Linked DNA regions of Sus scrofa: region 1 is linked to region 2. Evidence: chromatin contacts called from public HiChIP or PLAC-seq data. All regions are on one chromosome and are shown on one strand. Each heading gives the region's core, a stretch centred on a gene start, on an enhancer-like site or on the middle of the called end of the contact. The rest is flanking DNA. Distances are from core to core; before and after follow the strand shown.

The links. HiChIP or PLAC-seq counts read pairs in DNA pulled down with a chosen protein or histone mark.
Region 1: an H3K27ac HiChIP or PLAC-seq map of alveolar macrophages shows a contact between it and region 2. The contact joins the enhancer-like site here to the promoter of LNPEP in region 2. A contact is called at or near these places in 5 of 47 Hi-C or Micro-C datasets (blood, embryonic fibroblasts, retroperitoneal adipose tissue and 2 more) and 1 of 2 datasets of contacts at active chromatin or transcription factors (alveolar macrophages).

What each region holds. Positions count from the first base shown.
Region 1 is chr2:103,618,814-103,622,936 of Sscrofa11.1, forward strand. LNPEP (leucyl and cystinyl aminopeptidase) reads left to right here. Exons shown (of 18, transcript NM_001105291.1): 5 at 4,013-4,123. Among named protein-coding and RNA genes, the nearest start is that of LNPEP, 53 kb to the left of the region's middle. Within about 2 kb of position 1,763, at least 7 of the 83 cell types and tissues checked have an H3K27ac peak or open chromatin away from gene starts, as enhancers often do. A contact at or near this core is called in alveolar macrophages and retroperitoneal adipose tissue, where this site is marked.
Region 2 is chr2:103,566,056-103,570,000 of Sscrofa11.1, forward strand. LNPEP (leucyl and cystinyl aminopeptidase) reads left to right here and starts at 2,311. Exons shown (of 18, transcript NM_001105291.1): 1 at 2,311-2,926. The coding sequence starts at 2,908.

The sequences.
Region 1 (4,123 bases), core at 513-3,012, 52 kb after region 2:
GGCTTAGAGTCTAAAAAGGCTTTTTGGTACACTGAAATGTTGTAATCTCTAGGATGGATTCTATTTTGTAATATTTGACACTAGGCCTATTTCACAAGCTTCAAAAATCAGGTAGTAGGGCTTCACTTACTCATGTCAGTCTTAGCAAACAACTGAAAATGTCAAAGTTGACTGCAGCTTATTAAATGTCTCCTGTTCATTGATAAAGACTACTATATTGTCAAAGACCTAAAAAAAAGAGGAGCATTTGTTTTATCATTTCTGTCCACTTTTCAGTGTTCCTTTAAATGCCATACATTTAGGAATGCCATAATTACTTAGAAAATCCTAGGCCAGTTTTAAAATACACTGCTTTATCAGTTTGTCTTGAGGTTTTTGCTTTGTTTTTGCCACTGCCTGGTTTTGTTTTTACCATAACAGGTCTAATTTGTAGACTCTCAATCCATTGGTGGTTAGTCAGATATGGCTACCACATCTATTTAACATTCAAACAGAACCTTCAATAGTATTATCCATGTGAAATCATTATTTTATTTTAGTCATATTAAGTCAGGAACATGGACTTAATTCCAAATTTGCATTAACAGCATTTCTACCTCAAGTATACTTCCACCAGCTAGGGACATTATACATCATTTATATCATTCTCCTCAAGTCTCAAGTCCCAGCTAATTGTTCTGGATAAACTTCATTCTGGTGTTTGTCTTTTTTTTTTAAAAGAATTTGTGCTTTTTTGTGTGTGTTCACCTGTCTGTTGAGGAAGGCTGGTGTATTTCAGGAAAATTAGTGTTGGAAGATTGCAGTATTTTCTTTGTAAATCTTACAGGCCTTATTATTGTTCTTTGAGGGGGGGGATGAAGTTTGGTTCTGATTTTGCTTTTATCTAATTCTTACTTTTTATTAAATTAAGGAACAGAGTAAGTTAAACCTAACAAATCTGCTATTCCCCAGTCTTAACTTTTCTCTGAAACTTCACCAGGAGATCTTACACACATTTTATGTATCTTTTAGAAATCTCTTAGATCTAAGTAAGAGATCTAGCAGGAAAAGTTTTAAGTTGTAGGTCTTAAGGCCTGAGGGCCAGTTGACTGGCATCCATCAGTGTTTGAAGTGCTCTTACCAGAGTGCTGCACAAAACATCCTTGTGGAGCTAGTTTGCTCTCTTTATTTCTTACTGCTTCTGTTGCTCTTAAAACAAGCATCATAATAATTATATTAATAATTATAGTGACCAGTGATTTATTTCTAGTGAGAATTCATAACATGTTTTTTTTATTAAACAAAAAGAGAATAGAAAATACCAAACTACCTTTCTGCCTAATCATTGTATTCCAGGAGTGGGACTAAGTGGATCCTTTGGTCAGCTTTCTGCTTCATGTGACTTTCTTTTTTTTCCCTTTACTTTTCCTCTAAGGAAAGGTGCTTTCACACACAAGTGATGGGAGTGGCTCAGTGGTGTATGTAGCAGGAGGATGGTTGAGGAGGAATCTGGGATATATGGGTGGTGTTTCTATTGGGATAGCATCTTCTGGGTGATTGCCTTGACTGGAACATAAGTCTGGAAAAAGATAGGCAGAGAGAATGAAGACTTGTCTCAAAGTCTAAGTGGTCTTGATGCAGTTATGTATCATGGTGGTTAGAGATTTAGGAGGAGCATGTCAGGCTTTTGTTTTGTTCTGTTTTGTTCTGTGCTGACACTGGCCTGGGAGGGGGGATGAAACAGGAAGTGTGTACGTCTGCAGGAAAAGCCTGTAGTTGCTCTGGCAGGTGCTCACCGAATTAGTAAGCTATGGTTACAGCCCTGTACCAAGGGCTGCAGGTGTTTGAGTGCTGGGCTGGTGAAGTACCCTTGGCCACATGACGTGAGAGGTGAGGTTGCTTCCATAGTTACTTTAGAAAGCGCCATTTTTTCAAATGGCTAACTTCCGTCCTAACACTTGATTCTTCTTCCTGTAACTGCTGCCTCAGATGCCCCACTCACACATATTTTACCTCATTTCTAATGGGACTCTATTTGTAATAATGATAATAACTGCCCTTTGTTGAACACCTGTTTTGTGGCAGGCACTAAAATAAGCCCTATGTGTATCAGCTCATTTAATTCTCACAGCAACCTTATTAGGGTAAGAGCGACCTTTATCACCATTTTTTAGATGAGGAGATGGAGGTTAAATACCTGCTCAAGGTCATACAACTAGCAGTGATTTAAACCTGGCAGTGTAACTACAGAGCTCATACATTTAATTTGGTCATTTGTTTACTTAAAACATTTTCTTAAAGCTTTTTTTTTTTACATTTAATTTTTATGCCATGTTAGTTCTGTATTTCTGGGATTAATGCATGTGTTATGTAGACTAAGCCCCACATAAAGACAATTATGGCTGAAATCTATTTAACCTCTTAGAAAGTGCTGACAGTTTTTCAGTGTTTTAATGAGAGACTAAAATTAATTTGGGTTTAGAGTTTACCAATGTATTTTTTTCCAGATGATGAATTATTCAGTAGGTCTCCATTTCCCACCTGTTGAGATCTTTATTTTGAGGCTTTTATCTTCTGCTGGGTTTTGTCCATATCCTACTTTCCCAAGTTGGGTACGGAAGACTTTTTTTTTTTTTTAATTCAGTCAATTGAAAAACAATGAATATTGCTCTTTAAAACCTACTGCTTTTAATATAATTGCTTAAACTTTGCCTTTCATTTTGCTCTCTGCATGTGGTTTTATATTTATAGTTTTCATATAGCCTATTTTCTTTCATTCTTTTTTTTTTTTTTTTTTTGGTCTTTTTAGGGCTGAACCCATGGCATATGGAGGTTCCCAGGCCAGGGGTCCAATCGGAGCTGAAGCTGCCAGCTTATGCCACCATAGCCACAGCAATGCTGGATCTGAGCAGCATCTGCGACCCACACCACAGCTCACAGAAATGCCGAATCCTTAACCCACAGAGCAAGGCCAGAGATCAAACCCATGTCCTCATGGATGCTAGTCGGGTTCGCTAACCACTGAGCCACAACGGGAACTCCTCATTCTTTTTTAAAAATTTTTATTAGAGTATAGTTGACTTGCAGCTCATTGGGTCAGTTTTGCTGCACAGCACAGTGACCTCGTCCTACATACATATATATTTTGCTTGTTGATACTTTACTGATAAGACATACATGGTTAGTCATATCACATGTGTTTAACTTAATACTTAATCAGAAAAGGAGAGAAAGAATACCAGTTTAAATAACATGGGTAAGTGCTTCTTCTCTGGAGCACGTGACCTTGAGTGAATAGGCATTGGGGGCATGAATCCTGTTATCCCCTTAGTTGGTATTGGTGACTGTGTGCCACTCAGTCAACATTTCACTCTGAGAGGTGTGATTACTTTTGATACAACATGGTCCATAAAAACAAGCCAGTGACTCAAAGGAAGGAAGCTGTTTCAAGGCTGGATAAAAACTGGCTGAACCATACTTACTGAAAGAGAACGTGTTGGTCTCTGATAGGTTTTCCCAGGGTAATGTCAGCAAATGTGCCATTTCTGTCTTAGGTGTTTATGTTTGAACTAAACCCCTTCTAAGCTGTGACTCCTCTGTATTGAATGCCTGCTCAATGCCAGGCACCGAGATAGGTGCTAAAAAGATGAAAACTTAGTTTTCTCCTTCAAATAATTCACAATTCGATAGCTCATAGGCAAGGAACAGTGACTGCGGTAACAGAGAGGAAGAGAAGAATATCATAAAATTAAACAGGCAGATTTTTATAAGTTTATATTGATTCAAAATAGTTTATTTTGGAGATTATGTTAACCTTTTAAAAAAAGGAATCAGTGTTTTGAACATTGTTGTATGTGTGGAGTGACTTGCTAAATCTTACAGGGGCTAAAAGAACGATGAGCAAGAGTTTCTGTCTGTAGAAATCTCAAACCTCTCTATGTAGTTCTCGGATAAGCTAATCATGACGGTGTTCACCTGAATATCATGCCGTTTTAATTGCACCTGTCCTTACATCATACCTGTTTCCTTGTAGGTTTCTATATATGCTGTCCCAGAAAAGATTGGTCAAGTTCACCATGCCTTGGAAACAACTGTGAAGCTTCTTGAGTTTTATCAAAACTACTTTGAAATTCAGTACCCACTA
Region 2 (3,945 bases), core at 1,061-3,560:
GAGGACAAATAAAAAATGGTATCCAAAAAAACGAAAACCCAGAATAAAACAAAACAAAATTTATTTTTATTCTTTTGAAGGTAGTTAGGATTCTGAAACATTCTGATTTTGTTTACTTTTTTTTTTTTTTTTTTTTACATTCAATACAAACCCACAAGCCTTTAAATGGTCCTTTGCATATTTGCGTGACTGTGTAGAAATGGGAGGGGTGAGAGGCAAGAGGTTGGCAAAGAGAGGATAGTTATTTGTCTCTACGTCAAAGAAATCTAAAAAGACATAATGATCCTCCTGTATTTGCTAGTGCAATGGTGAAACATTTTTACTAGTCTCTGCAAAATTGAAGTATTTAAGATCGAACACAAATAACCTGTTTCACACTTAAAAGCATGATAGACTAGCTTACAGGTGAGGTGAAAAGAGGGAATTTAACAAGCTGTGGAGTTTTAAATATCTCTGATACTAAGTGCTTTGACTAGGAAAATAACTCCAAAGGGAAAAGACATGACCTAAAATATAGGTAAGAGCCTCCTATCTAGGCAATGCAATGTGTGGGATCCTTTTGACAAAATCCAGCATTGCCTATATTATATCATATCTGACCACTTATGTACCAACCCCTGTGGTTCACTTCCTATTTTTGGTTCTGTTGGGGGTGGGAGGTTTGAGGAGGTAGCCTAAGGGCTCTGATTATCTTTAACACAATGGGAAAAGAACAGCTTGGAGGTATCATATGATACAGACACCTTCTCTGCACTGATCACAAAGGCACCACTCAATATAGAAATGTTCTCTGGAAGGCGGTTTTAAACATTGCAAGTGAACTAGAACTCTAAATACCACTGCATCCATTCACAAATTATTTATTGCGTATCTATCTAGGGATTAGGATACAGCCCTTTATAAAGGTAATGACCCTGCCTTGCATTCTTGAGAGGAAGATTCATAGTAATGTAAGAACAAACAAAACGTTGAGAGCCTTAAGTGCTGTGACTACAATAAAGCAGAACCCAGTCTTTATAGAATAGACCATGTTTGCACCTATTTTCCATTGTGTGGCCAGGAAAGAGCTCTTCTCAGAGAAGCCCTTTGAGATGAGACTTAAAATACAAGAAGGAACCAGCAGTCGAAGTACCATGCAGAAGGAACAGTTCTTCCATGAGGACCATGCAGTTGGAATGGTTTAATGTAAATTGGCGACTTTAAGGAACAGCCAGAAAGCCTCTGTGGACAAAGCATAGTAAGCACGTGTAGGAGATAAAGTCCTAGAGTTAGGGAAAGAGTTTCGCTTTTATCCTAAGTGTGATTGGTAGCCACTGGAGATTTTAAAGCGCAAGTGGGTGATTTAATTCAACAGACATTTAAGAATACAATATTGCAAAATACAATATTTTACTTGGATTTTACTTCTTTGAAACCTAATTTCAATTTCCCACGCAGGTCAAACAACAAACAGTACTGCCAGCCCTGTTTGCCCAGGCTGTTTGCGCTTGCCACGGGCTTGTTTGCACCGGACGCCCTGCTGTTGACAGCCTCAGAGAAGCGTGTGACAGTTGGCAGGCGCAGTGAGGCACAGCGGGAGCCAAGTTGCTGCTGAGGCCAAGGCTGCGTTTGGGGAGGACAGAAGAGCGATGAGGGGCAGGAGGCGATGCAGCGCGCCCCGAACTCCGCAGCATAGCGGCGATCCGCACAGAGAGCAAGGGATGATGAAGTGAGGCCTGGAAGAGCATCACCCGGGCTCCCCAGGCCCCTGGTTATTTCATTTCAATGGTTCGCCGGGTCGCCCGGCTTTGACACTGGAAACTATGGGGGCTGGAGACTGGAGTTGAGGGCTCCAGTGCTGGAGGGCGGGGGCGACAAAGAGAGTTTCGCTTTCTCCGGCCTAGCTCTGCTGGCCTGGCCACCTGCAGCAGCGGCTGCACCCCGGGGAGCCGCAGGTGTTGATTTAAGGCTGGCGGGGCAGGCCTTCAGCCCACATCCTGCGGCTCCCGCGGCCCCGGTCTGATCCAGTGCCAGGTTTTGTGATCCGCCTGCCTGTAGATGCCGCGCCCCGATCCGCTAGCCGCCCAGACTCCTTGGGGGTCTTCCCCCACTTCAGTCAGGCCACCGAGAGCATGGGACCTCTGTGATGTGAGCCAGCAGCCCTGCCAAGACGACCCACAGTGCCTGCTCCCTCAAGCCTTAGCAGAGTGAGCTCCCCGGGGCCACACTCCCCAGGGAAACCGAAGCTTCGCAGTCCGGGAGCGACCTTCGTCCATAGATCCTGCTTTGCCTTCAGATCTTGGCTACAGTGGCACCTTCCAGGCCTCTCCTCAACAAGCATCCGAATTAGCGACCCACTCAATCTCCGTCACATCACCTAGATTTAATGCTGAGCTGGGCATTTATATCAATCTCGTGTGTCTTGTGTTTGTTTATTATCTGTCTCTGGAATGTCTCCTCGACGGAGGCAATGACTGTGTTTTACCAGCGCGGAGCTGGGTTCCCGGCTCCTAAGGCCGGGCCGGGCCTGGCCGGGACGTTATAGGCTATCACATTTGCTTAATGACTGACCGCTGTTCTGGGCACTGAAACAGACCGAGTTGCTGGCCTTTTCTGTCAGGGGCGGGGCTTGTTCCGGTCACGCCCCCCCCGGCCCGCCCCCAGATCTAACCCTCTCCCTCCTCTTCACTCCCTGGAATCCGCTGGGGCCTGTGCAGTGCTTTTTCCTCTAGTTTCCCTCGCTCTCTGCAGCTGTCGCTAAAACACGGAGCTGTGGATTTTCGAGCGAGCGGAGCGGCGCCGCTGTTCGCGGCACCTCCCCGACAGACCTCGGCGCTGCGCTGGGCATGCTCAGTTGGTAGGGCCGCTTCAGCGTTCGGAGTAGGAAGCTTGGACGCTCCTGCTGTAAGGAGCTGCGGCCGGGGGAAGATGGAGCCCTTCACCAATGGTGAGTGGGCGGCCGGAGGACCCGGGGTCAGACGCTCTCTGGGGCAAGAGGGTCGTGGGCAGTGTGACACGCGAGGTCGAGCTGCAGTCGCACCGACCGCGGGTTTCCCGTGAGGGCTTAGGGGCAGTGGAGAGGGACGGGGAAAGCAGTTCGAGGCTCGGGGGAGGGGGCGGGAGGCGGCCGGTGTCGCGGAGTTGGGGAGTGGTGTGAAGGTCAGTGCCATCGCTTGCCCAGGGTGGGGGCGTCGTCGGTGTGGCCCGACCGTACGCTCTGCTGCGCGCCCAGGTGGGCGAACAGCAAAGTTTAGGCTGTTTTGCGCAGATCAGGGGGCAACGGGAAAGTTGGCAGCTGCGTTTGCCCGGGAGAAGGGGGTGTTGGCCACAGCTTTTGGGCAGGAAGAGTTAAGCCGCGGCCCTTACCAAAGACAACTTCGGTGGTGCGGCGGGAGCTATCCCCCTGTCCTTCAGCGAGTTGCCGGCGTGACTTTTCCTAATAGGACGGGGTGGGGGTGGGGGCTTAGCAGGTTAATTTAGTGGAAGGAGGAGAAACTTGCAGAAAGGCTTGATCACCCCTGCTGTGTTCCCAGGAGGTTCCTCCCCGCATTGCCACCCTCCAGTCTGATGCGGAGGCACTACGCAGAGCGTTCAAGCTTCCTTTCCCTGGCTTCCGATAACCAGTTTTTCAGTTGAAGACTCATTAAATATCAAGGGTCCGTCACAATGATATCACAATGTGACTTGAGGCCAGAGTCAAAGCAGGAGCCTGCAGGATGCCCTGCAAACAGCCACAGCCCTTTACTGAAAGGAGGGAATAAATCCCACCCTGCTTAAAACGATGGCTTCTGTTTGGACCAGAAGTGCGGGAGTCACAATGTAGAAGTGAGATGTCTTACAGTTTTGCAGCTTTCAGTATTTGGAATCCCTTTGGGGACAGAAAGTAGTGAAACAGCCAGTAAGGGAGGACTCACACCAATATTAGAAGATTCACTTTCTAGTTGACCTTTCACTTTCCTGCGGGTG